Linked DNA regions of Hordeum vulgare: region 1 is linked to region 2. Evidence: chromatin contacts called from public Hi-C data. All regions are on one chromosome and are shown on one strand. The core of a region is the stretch at or near the end of the contact, and the rest is flanking DNA. Distances in the headings are between cores, read along the strand shown. Region 1 holds the start of LOC123428220. Region 2 holds the start of LOC123428216 (linoleate 9S-lipoxygenase-like).

Region 1 (5,735 bases), core at 942-3,441, 200 kb after region 2:
ATGATGTCCTACAGAGCGATCTTTGGAGGAACACACCTATATGAGTCTGACTACTGGTCACAGTCTATGAGATTGGGGTGATCTCTAGTAAACTCATGAATAGGCCAGGAGTATGACCTATATGCTCCACCCGAGGGGTCAGTCTTCGGTAGCCTAGTACTAGTAAGACTTGTGGTGAAGCTTCTTTACGCCAAACTGACAATTCAAGGCATAGTCCATTGTTCAGTTGTAAAGGGGTGTAGCTACTTGCTCTAGGTGAAGCTCAACCTTAACACGTCTTCACTGAAATGTTGGTATATTAAAACAGTGATTGAAACGAGGGAACACGATGTGCCCTTGAGATCTGGTGGGGGGTTGTTGAAATTAATAGTGGGCCTTAGGCCCATAAGAGAATTTCAGAAAAATCTCCAAGGGCCCATGTAGGTCGTGGCATGACAAGGTGGTGGTGGAAAGTTTAGTCCCACCCCGCTAGTGGAGAAGAAATTGGATCCCTTTATAAGGGTCTCTCTTCCACATGCTATTGGAGAGTGAGAAGAGAAGATGCCCTCGCGCACTCCTCCTCCGCCGCCCGCCTCGCCACGCCTCGTCACGACGCGACGTGGGCTGCGGGAATGAGCCGAGCTCATACCTACGCGCTTATTTTTGTCAGTCAGGAACGGAGAATACGTAACGGACACGGCACGATCCGAGACGTCGGATCGTGGGCTGTTACCGACTCGGACGTGGGTTCAGCCCACGTCTCTCCACCCGGCCACCTATATAAGCAGGGCTAACGCCAACCCTAGTCGTCACGAGAATCAGATCACATCTGCCTCACGCGTTCGTTCCTTTGCTTCTGCTGCCGCCGGCGACTCCGTCCCGTTTACCGCATACACGATCGACGGGAGGGCAGGCCTCCAAAACCCCGCCTCTCCGGTTCCTGTACGGGAGAGGAGCGATTAGGTTTTTGGGGAGCGATCACGCGACTGCTCGCCTCCGTCCGTCTGCTTCGTCTACGTCCGCGTCGCCCTCGTCATCGCCATGTCTTCACCATACGAGCCCGATCATCTCGCCCTTGAAGCTGAGAAGAAGAGGGCAGAGGATGCTGCTGCTACGGCCGCATCCACCGCCAACGCTGCTGCTACGGCCAACTGGCCTATTGGAGGATATAACTCGTTTATCCTCATGCTCGTTTTGATCCTAGCAGTACTACTTGCAAGCATAGATGTATCAACTATATGCGTAGTATGTGCTAGATTAGTTCATGATCAGTATATCATTAGTCTAGTCAATGTCATGCTAGTTATTATCTCATGGATTAATACACTCGGAAAATTGTCTATTTACTCAACACCAACGACAGATGTGAATAACTTTGTTCCACGATTCAGTTCGAACTACAGAGGAAACAGAGAACTAAAGAAGTCGCGACCACATCAAGCAGTTGGAGTCTGCGGGAAGACTAATGATATCCCCTCCCCCTCCCGTCGTTGCATCCCCTCCCCCTCCTCCCATCGCTGCCCCTCCCCCTCCCCTCCCTACCTCTGCCCAGGCAGTCGCCCTTCCTCTCCCCTCCCGTCGTTGCCCCTCCACCTCCCCCTCCCGTCGCCAGATCTGGTGCAGGGCCCCTTCCTCTCCCCCTCCCGTCGTTGGACAGGGAGCTCGGCCGGAGAGGATCTTACCTTGGACGGCGGCCGGAGAACAAACGCGACGAGCTCCTCCGATCCTTCCTCCGGCGGGCGCGGGACGAAGCAGCCTGTGCTTTTCACGAGCGTGGCTTCGTCGTGTTTACTTCCACGCCTGGTACCGTCGTGGCCTGGGCGTGGATGTTTTACACCCCTTTTACACGAGTCACTGAAGGTAAAAAACTATTGGCATGATATATATTTGGCATACACGTCCATATACACCTTCCACTAGAGATGCTCTTACATCAGATCTTTCGGGTAGCCCCCTGGCACGCTAGGACTGCCCCTTGTGTCCGCCCATCCTCCGCCGCACCCATCAGATCTAATATACTTACATCAGATCTGATACTCCCTCCGTCTTAAAATTCTTGTCTTAGATTTGTTTAGTTATGAATGTATCTAGTCACGTTTTAGTATTTAAATACATCCATTCCTAAACAAACTTAAGACAAGAATTTTGGGACCGAGGGATTATGTTTTTATAATATTAGCACATCATCTAAGCATACGCCTTACATCAGATCTCTGTCACGCTAGGAGCCCTTGTGTCCGCCCATCCTCCGCCGCACCCATGGCGCTGCGGCGCCTTGCCCGCCGCCTCGCGCCGGCCCCGTTCCCGCCCCGGCTCCTCCCACTCCCCGCCCCCGGCCACCGCCGACTCTTCTCCACCCGGGAAAAGGAGCCGCCGCACTTCATGGCCGAGTACCTCGTCACTACCTGCGGCCTCTCGCCGGCGGCGGCCGCCAAGGCCGCCCCGCGGTTCGCGCACCTGACCTCCCCGGAGCGGCCCGACGCTGTTCTCGCCTTCCTCCACTCGCAGGGCCTGGGCAAGGCGCAGGTGCGCGCGATCGTGGCCCGGAAGCCGGCGCTGCTCCTCAGCGACGTGGACGCCACGCTCTCCCCCAAGTTCACCGCCATGCGCGCGCTCGGCCTGCGCCGCGCGGACTCCGCGCGGCTCTTCGCGCTCTTCCCGGCGGCGCTCACCTACGGCGTCCAGTCCAACCTGCTCCCGCGGGTCCTCTTCTGGCTCGACCTCCTCGGGTCCACCACCTTGCTGATGAAATGGCTGGCCAAGACGTGGCTGCTCAAGTACTCGGTGGACCTGCTCCTGCGGAACCTCGCCGCGCTCCGCCGCCTCGGCGTGCCGGACGGCCGCCTCACGGCCGCCGTGCGCCTGCGGCCGACGCTCATCATGCAGTCGCCGGACAAGCTCCGGGCGCTGGTCGGCCGCGTGGAGGAGGCGTGCGGCGGGGTGCCGCCCAGCCCCGGGATGTACACGTGGTGCCTCTTCGCGCTGCACAACGTCGGCGACCGCGCCTTCCGGGCCAAGAAGGCGGCCGTGACGCGCGCCCTCGGGTGCACGGACGAGGAGTTCGCCGGCATGTTCCGGCGCGCGCCGTGCTTCGTGTTCGCACCCGAGGCTCTGCTGCGGCGCAAGGTGGAGTTCCTGAGGGCCACCGTCGGGTGCAGCGCCGGGAGCATCGTCAGGAACCCCCTGCTGCTGACGCTGAGCCTCGACGAGCGGATGGCGCCGCGGTGCCGCGCCGTCGAGGCCCTGCGGTCCAGGGGCGTGGACATCGGGAAGGTGAACATGGTGGGCATAGTGAGACTGCCGGAGGCCATTTTTGTGGAGAGGTACATTCTCAAATACAAGGGAGATGTGCCTGAACTCCTCGATCTGTATCCTCAGGCTCGAGTGAAGGGCAGAACATAAAACAGGGCATTTCGTTCTGCCACCATGTTTATGTTATCACCATTTCGTTCTGCCACCATGTTTAGGCCAGAACTTGTGCCCAGCCATTTCATTAACATCATATACATATCTGATCTGATCCATCGTTCTGCATTTTGTGTGGAGTTTGCAACATAGACCGAGTTACAAATACAATTATGCAACTATATTAACTGGCAGTGGCATTCATCTGAATTTCCAAATTCCATTGTTTGCATCTAACATCCTTACGCCGGTCAAGTTTAAGAAATATACTGAATGTGGCATAACACACGAGTCTACCAGAACCGGAGAGGGAGAGTTGCCATGTTCAAACATGATTCATTTACTGCAAAGCTGGCAATGCTGTTGTGTCAACGATGATGCCACCAAACTGATCAGATCCTAGAGGAAAGCTCATCATGAACTGCATTTCTCCATTGATCGGAACAAAGTTATATCGCCATGAGCCCATGATCGTGTCCACATCAGGGAATATGTTATCTAACCTAATACATTAGCACACTGCAGCAATCTTATACACAAAATGCATGCCAATCTTAACTACAATCCCTCTAGCTCGATTCAGAGTGCCTACTAGGAAGGGTGTGGAGTCCAGCTATCCAGCCTAAATGGTAGTGTACAATGCCTTCGCTGCTAATCTCACTTTTCTGCTGCCATGGCAGGATGAGCCTTATGCATGCCCTGTGCTATTATGCAGCAGTTAACACCAGCTCAGGACGGACCAAAATTGGCTGGAGTATGTGCGCATCTGGGGCGCACCTACGCCTTGTTGGGGAGTCGGCGGAGGGGGTGATGATGCTCGGAGTCTACTTGGCCGCAAACCAGTTCTGTGCACATTTCGCATCAACAGCCAGGTCGACCGACAGGATGTTGGTGCCGTAGAAGGGCTTAGACATGCACTCAACCACTATTGCCTTGGCCACGTCAGCCGACTCGGAAGGTCCTTCGAGTATCACTTCATCATGCACCTGAAAGATGTATCTGTCAATTCTAAATGTCGCAGCTGCCAGATAAGAGGGCAAAGAATTGGAACTAGGTGCGGCATATTCTCGCAGTCAATGAACTCCAAATCTTGAGAACAGGCACCTATTCTGGGATCATCAAATGCATCCCAGTTTGACTAGCCGAAATACCAACAGTGAAGTGGCATAGGAAAACACATATACCATATTACCATACATATTATTACTTTCACTATGAAAGTTCATGCAGTATATATACCTGCAACAGGAGGGTCCAACCGAGCTCCTTAAGACGAGTGTTCCTTTCTATCTCAATCATTGCACACATGGCAACATCTGCTGCACTGCCCTGTGATTTTACAGAAAAGTACAATTTCAGTTAAATCAAGCTTGACCATTTCTAAATTTGAAACTGGACAAGAATTACCTGTACAGGGGCATTGATAGCAGCACGCTCGATGTGCTTCCATGTTTTGGAGGTTACAGAAGAAATGCTGGGGAAACGGCGAGAGCGTCCAAGCAAAGTATAAACTTCAGACTTCTCATATGCTAATTCTTTCTGTTCCGTCTGCCATGCCAAAACTTCTTTTCTGTCACTGTACCAGAGATCCAGTGTATCCTCTGCTTCCCTACGTGATACCTGCAAAGGCAACAGATTACAACTTGCACGATATTTTTGGGAAAGCCATAAGGAAAAGAATAAGGTTCTGTTCCATTAATGAGACATAATTTATATCTGCATTCTGTTAATCAGATAACTATTAAAATCATTGAAAATGTTAAAGGTTTCAACAGTGAATCTAGTGAACATGACTAATCACTATTTCTGGTTTCAACAGGCCATTTTTCAACAGTGAACCATCTAAGGCTCTAAGCTGCTGTGTGTGCACTGAAGTTTAATTTCTTGCTATTAACTGAGAGGTGTGTTTGTCAAATTTGTACCTTCCAATCCCGAGCAAGCCCAGCAGCTGTTTTTCCATATGCAATGGAGAAATTGAGCATCTTAGCTTTCCTCCTCTCAGAACCAAACGCATCCTAAACCACAAGTTAACACAGTTCAAATCCAGACAAGTAATCTAAGCTTTACATTTTCTGTATCCAGTTCCATAGAAATGACACAGCATTAAATAGAGCATCGTGTGAACTGAAACAGATTAAAGTTAACACAGTTCGAGGTATTTAATTTAAGATACAATGCAAAAAGAAGAAAAGGGGGTGCAAAACAGATGATACATAAAACACCATCTATTTGTAACTCAAACTAAAGCTAAATTCAGGCTCCAAACAGATGTCACACTTGTACAACCCCCAAAAAAGGAAAGTGAAAAAAGCATTGAATGAAGAGTATACAGGCATGACATCTAAAAACAG
Region 2 (5,981 bases), core at 778-3,277:
TCCGACCCAAAAGCCATCCAAGCCTAGTTATAGGATGTATGTGTCGATGCCATACTTTTAAATAGCGAGCTATGCCTCTTAAAGGCGGACTTTGCTCTAAACATTACAAAGTGTATAGTACTATTGGAAATGTAGATATTTGTTCATGTATTTGGACCAAAGCCTTTTCCAATGCTATCATTGTTGTACTTGACCTATAAGAGCATCTTCAACAGGCGTTCAAAAAGTGCTCTCCGCGCTAAAAAATCGTTTTTTAGGCATCGGACAACTCCAACAGACGATGCAAAACAGTGTGCGCGTTAAAAACTGTTGCGCGCGCGCTGAAAAGCGCTATCGCGCGCATCATATTTGATGCGCCGGCTTGCGCACGCAGCAACTCTGTGCTGCTGCCGGTGGGGTCGCTGGATTGGGCACCCATTAGTGCACGTCTGTTGAAGATACTTTAAGATTGCTACAGTGACGCGCTAAAAAATTTATTCGGTGTGATATTTTTATGCTGCTGCTGGAGATGCTCTAACGTGCTATCTAAAACCACAAATGATGCAGAAACCGGGTTCATCCTCTTTCTCGGAAGAAGAAGAAAAGAGCATGGTGAGGCCGTTGCGATATATACCTGAGATGACCTGTGGGACGGGGAATGCGAAGGGCTTGGCGTTGCTGTCGAAGAGGCCGTGGACATCCGCCAAGGACCCGAAGTGGCCGTCGATTTTGGGAAGGTTGGGCGCCGCGGCAACGGGGCCGGTCCGCTCGTCGCACGGGATGTAGATCCCTTCCTCCAGCGGCGCCCTCGTCTCGCTCGCCGGATCTGCCTTGCTGGGAGGCCGGCTGGTCCTGGTCCGGCGAGGGTACGGGTACTCCTTGGAGCCTCCCAGCACCGGCCGCGCCAGGTCCTTGCGCAGGTCCGGGTTTCCCAGGTCGTTGTACAACGCGTAGTCGTACACGCGCTCCCATTTCTGCAGCGGCTTGTCGGTCGGCAAGCCTTCTCCCCGGAGCAGGCGGAGCTCGTCCTCTCTGTCCTTGAGCAGCGCCGCCGGCGTCTTCTCCTTCACGTACGCCTGCACCGAAATATCCAAATGTACGCTGTAGCTATATATACAGTATGCAAGAAAACAAGTTCATGACATCTGTGTGTTGCACGCACGTCGTTGGTGAAGAAGAGGCGGTACGGGTGCTTATCGACGGGATAGACCCATCCGTTGCAGACGAAGTGGACGGCCGGCGAGCTCAGGCTCAGCAGCCGCAGGTACACGGGGAAGTCGGAGTTGTTTGTCACCACCACTGCGCCGGGCGCGCCCAGGGCCTTGTCCCACAGAAGCTCCACGTCGAGCTCCGTCTCACCCTTGGATATGACGGCGTCCAGCGCCACCGCCTCCCCTCTCACGCCGCGCCCATCACTCCCTGTATATATGCTTGTCAGGGTCCTCTATCATCACGGTATAACGTACGGCTGACCATCTGGTTAAGCTACAAACATATGCATGCAAAAAATGTACCGGGGACGGTGGCGCTGACGAGCTGAAGGGAGAGCCTGAGCGGGCTGTTGGGCGAGTCGGAGCTCTGCAGCAGCAGCTTGCCCTCGACACGAGCGCTAGTGGCGGTGGGCGAGGTCTGGACGTCGGAGCCGGCCACCGCACGCGTGGCCCTGGTGGCGCCATGGCCACTGTTCGGGTGCAGGATTTTCAGCTGCGAGCGAGCCGCCGAAGAAACGAGCGTTGGACGTGGTCCATCCCGGTGCTCCAGTGCTCCTGCAGGACGGAGCATCGTCGCGGTCCATCCCGGCGCCCGAGTGCCCGTGACGGACGGAGCATGCGGGCCGCTGGCACACGGGCGTGGGCTGTGACGGATCTGCATCGGCATGAGTCAGGCAGGAGCTGACAGTGTGCTTGGTATTGTTGGGTGAGTGGCACTGTGCCACGGGACACACGTATATATAGTCGGGAGAAAAATTGGACGGACGCTGGCGGTGTAATAAATGTTAGCTAGGCTAGGGAATATGAGTGAGTCCACGCTACACCATATAGCTTCAAGATTCATGCAGAACGCAACACCTAGAACTTCCTATTTTGTGGACGCGGCTGTTCTGATCAGGGGCTCATACGAGCTCGGATGAACAGTAAAATAAGAATAGTGATACAAAAGGAATCCAATTATTTTGCCAAACATTGACGAATGTTTTGATTGCTTGCAAATTTTCGTCGCCGGGTGATGTTCAAGGAAAACGCGACAAAAAGAAATTGATACTCCAAAATGGTCTGGTGATGAAACATTGCAAGCAATCAAAAAATTGATTAATGTTGGGCACAAAAAAGTACTTATTTTTCCTTTTTATTTTACTGTTCATACGAGATTGGAACAACACTTATACATTGGATGCAAAAACCAATATTGTAGGTGGTCGGTCCGCCCAAGGCTTGATATGTTCTCACGTTATCTCTCTCTCTCGTGCGCGCTCAGAAAACTACTCTCGCCTTCTCTCCGGGATTTTAAAAAAGTTGGATCTATTTACTGAGCACTGAATTTGGGGGCAGTAACCACCAACTGATTTGCATATACAAATGCCATTTCTCACTGTCTAATTAGTTAATGAATATTACAAGTATTTTGCCGAGATAACCTTGTTTCACAAAAAATATATGTCAATTTATACATAAATAATACGAAGAAATGGATGAAGAACACTTTGTCGATCTCGTTTCCTTTTTTTCCAACAAGTGAACATGTTGATCCTCGTACAAGGGAGAGAATAAATCCAAGGTATATAGTTGATATTTGATATATTGTTTTTAAAAACTGAAATAGAAAAGGCACCTATGGTGTTACATTAATCATAAAAAATTATAGATCACTTACCTCACCGGCCCCATCGTTGGCTCAGAATGCAAAGTGTTTCTCGTAAATTAAGACGTTTTATTTTAAAGTCCTTTTGGACTGCTAGGTTTAGGGTGACTACATAAAAGGTCGACATCATGTCATGGCGCCAATGCCTCTCCTCGTGTTCTAGCGCATACGTGTAACCCGATACCCTTTGAGTAATGTATCTGGGTGCGGGCATGCTCTCCTCATGTTGATTGTTCAAAAATTATGTTCAAAATGCTAAATTGCGAAGTGACCCACTTAATTGTGTGGCTAGATTTATTATAGTTTCCATATTGTCATTGTTGTTTGTTCATTGTAGCATTTTATATCTGTGAATTAAATTTTTGTTCAGATGATCTATGCAATTATTTAAGATTTACATGGCTTAATATCGACCTTACATTAGTATAAATTATAACTTAGATTTTCTATGTACATGTAAAATCCACATAATGGTCAACGATTCATTTCTTAGATTTAATCTAGAGATCTCTTTAATTAACATTAATTGTTTCTTGATTTCCTAAATGTTATCTTAATCATAACAATGACATATCACTGGCCTAGTGGCCCTATCGTTTGTTCATATTACAAAGTATTTACCAGTGAATTAAGATATACCTTACAATCTTTTTGGATGCTACGTAAAAATAGGAGGAAGTATGTATTTAAATTTTCTTTGCAACAAACTCAATACTTGCTAGTTACTATCAAAAAGTTTCCAATCTTTCCAAATTCCCGGGAAGATAACAGAATGACTTTAGTAAACACTCGCAATGATACTTAATATTTTGTCAGGTTGGCACTAGTGATTATAGTCTAAATGCTAGCTAGCATACTGACCCATTTAATCGTGTGGCTAAATTTGTTACGACTTCTATAGTGGCATTGGTGTTTGTTCATTATAGTAGCTTTTTCATCGGTTTATTATACATATTTATATATTATTTACAAGGTTTAATCTTCATTGTACTTACAATTTAAAACTTAGATTTAATTACTGCATTGAACCGTGCTTGAGTTTGTACATATATGGCCATCTTTACTTACCACATATGTACAACTTACAATGAACTACTCTTGACTTTGCACATAATTATGATAAATTTAGGCACCTATGGAAAACATGAAGCAACTTCTTAGGATTGACTTTTGTTTAGTGAGGGTCGGTTTGAGAAGGGGAAATTAAAGTTATTGGATATGGTCCTAGTGCCATTGCTCGATCTAGTGACATTGCTCAAGGCACACTCTTGACTTTGGACGCAATTAACTATTAAGCATACAAGAAAAACGTGAAGCAATCAAAAAAGTTAGGAATAAACTTTCAACTTAATAATGTGGTCCATAAACCAAGCTTTCTAATAGCCAAGAAAGTAAATCATATGGATCTAGTGGTATCGCTTATGAACACCCTCTTAACTTAGTCAAGCACCCCCAAAAAAGCATGAAGCAAAACAACAAGTTCAAAGTTTACCTTTAGCTTAATAATAATGCAGTTAGTACACAATCCTAGTAATAGCCTAGAAAATAAATCATATGAATATAATTACATTGCTCACGATATACTTTTGTCTTTGTACGTAATTAACAGAAGAATTAATGACACATGAAAAACATGACGCAAAGAAATAGATTCAATGTAATATTTTTAGCTTATATGCACTCCATGCAAGATTCTCTACAATTTTGAAACATGTAATATCAAATAAATTCAATAAAATATCTTACAATAGGGGTGAAATAATATATTGATATTACTAAAATAAGTGGTAAAAAGGCACTACCTTTGTCCACACATGATAAATAGTTATGATGGCCAAGATTTAAATCCGGGCATGAAATGTGGAAGGTAATTTATGCATGCTCGCATTAGAATAGTCATCAACGGAGTCAATAAAAGGCACAATATTTTTCTAAGGAACAAATTTCAACAGTGGAATACACACAAAAAGGCAAGCATAACCACAAGTCGACATGAATCCTAAAAGAAAAACAATCCATCTATATGAACAACCACAATCCACACATCACACAAACCACTCCGAGATGCAAAATCTTGAAGCTATTCTTACTTGATTTGACAAAAAGCTGAAGGACCTAACATTCATGGTCAACCCAGCGAAGATATAAGTTATACTCCCTCCGTCTCAAAATAACTGTCTTAACTTTGTACTAGCTCTAGTACAAAATTGTACTAAGCTTAAGACACTTATTTTGGGACGGAGGGAGTAGATGATATGATTTCCAAGTTATATTTGTTCACAACTAAAAAGGGTTATATTTGTTCAATAAAATCACTAATTTCATATGTATACCTGTTTTTAATAAAAATACATTATTCCAAATTGTATCTTTGGGTGTATATTATCAATGTCAGTTTAGCTAGTTGTAAGTCGCCTAAAAGTAATATTTGGGTTAGTCGAATTCACATGAAAGAAGCAGCTGTCGAGGGAAGGAAGGAGCAGACATAAGCTCGCCAGAGAATCCCATTGGGTCTTCTTAGGGTGGCTGGTGACCCCGGTGTCTATTTTAGGGTGATAGAGTCATCACCTATCTATCTTAGGGGTAGGGAGAGGGATGTAGCACCGAAAAGTCTATTCATCGTCGGGGTTAGAGGGATGGCCGGGGGAAACGACAACACAAGGATGGACGGTGGTTTAGGGGAGGGCGAGGCGGTGAGGTTGTCGTAGGAGCGCCACTGGCCGCAGGCAATGACGAGAGGTAGTTAGGCCGGTGATAGCTAGTGGGTCGGGGTAGAAGATGAACATTGAAAACTGTTGAGAGGTACAAAATGCATCTGCACCATTGGATCTGCATCTAAAGGCTTAAAATGATTTGACTCGCCCTAAATTCATTTTCACACGTCTGGTCTCTAGCATCTCCCTATCAGTTCATAACTGTTTTTTATCATCTTGAAAATAATAATTCTTTAGGTGTAAAACTCTTCTTGTGCTTATTATTCGAGTGAGTATTATGTAGCACAACACTGAGTTAAAATATGGCGCATAGGCAGAGCCACATAGGTTACAAAGGGAAGAGAAATGCCTACCTTCAGCGAGCAGATCGCACGTGAGCGATCCACCACCTCGTCCGTATGAGGTGTGTACGCGTGTCTTTGTGTCTCT

Evidence for each region. A called contact is a pair of places that touch in the nucleus more often than the background predicts.
Region 1: a contact with region 2 is called in a Hi-C map of leaf, with 3 times the contacts expected there. The contact joins the promoter of LOC123428220 here to the promoter of LOC123428216 in region 2. A contact is called at or near these places in 2 of 6 Hi-C or Micro-C datasets (leaf and seedling).

The regions. Positions count from the first base shown.
Region 1 is chr2H:640,412,194-640,417,928 of MorexV3_pseudomolecules_assembly, forward strand. LOC123428220 reads left to right here and starts at 2,192. Exons shown (of 1, transcript XM_045112407.1): 1 at 2,192-3,578. The coding sequence starts at 2,239. The coding sequence ends at 3,381. LOC123428218 (DNA polymerase I A, chloroplastic-like) reads right to left here. Exons shown (of 12, transcript XM_045112406.1): 9 at 5,307-5,399; 10 at 4,792-5,004; 11 at 4,624-4,713; 12 at 3,785-4,370. The coding sequence ends at 4,209.
Region 2 is chr2H:640,210,222-640,216,202 of MorexV3_pseudomolecules_assembly, forward strand. LOC123428216 (linoleate 9S-lipoxygenase-like) reads right to left here and starts at 2,028. Exons shown (of 7, transcript XM_045112404.1): 1 at 1,494-2,028; 2 at 1,142-1,398; 3 at 614-1,055. The coding sequence starts at 1,857.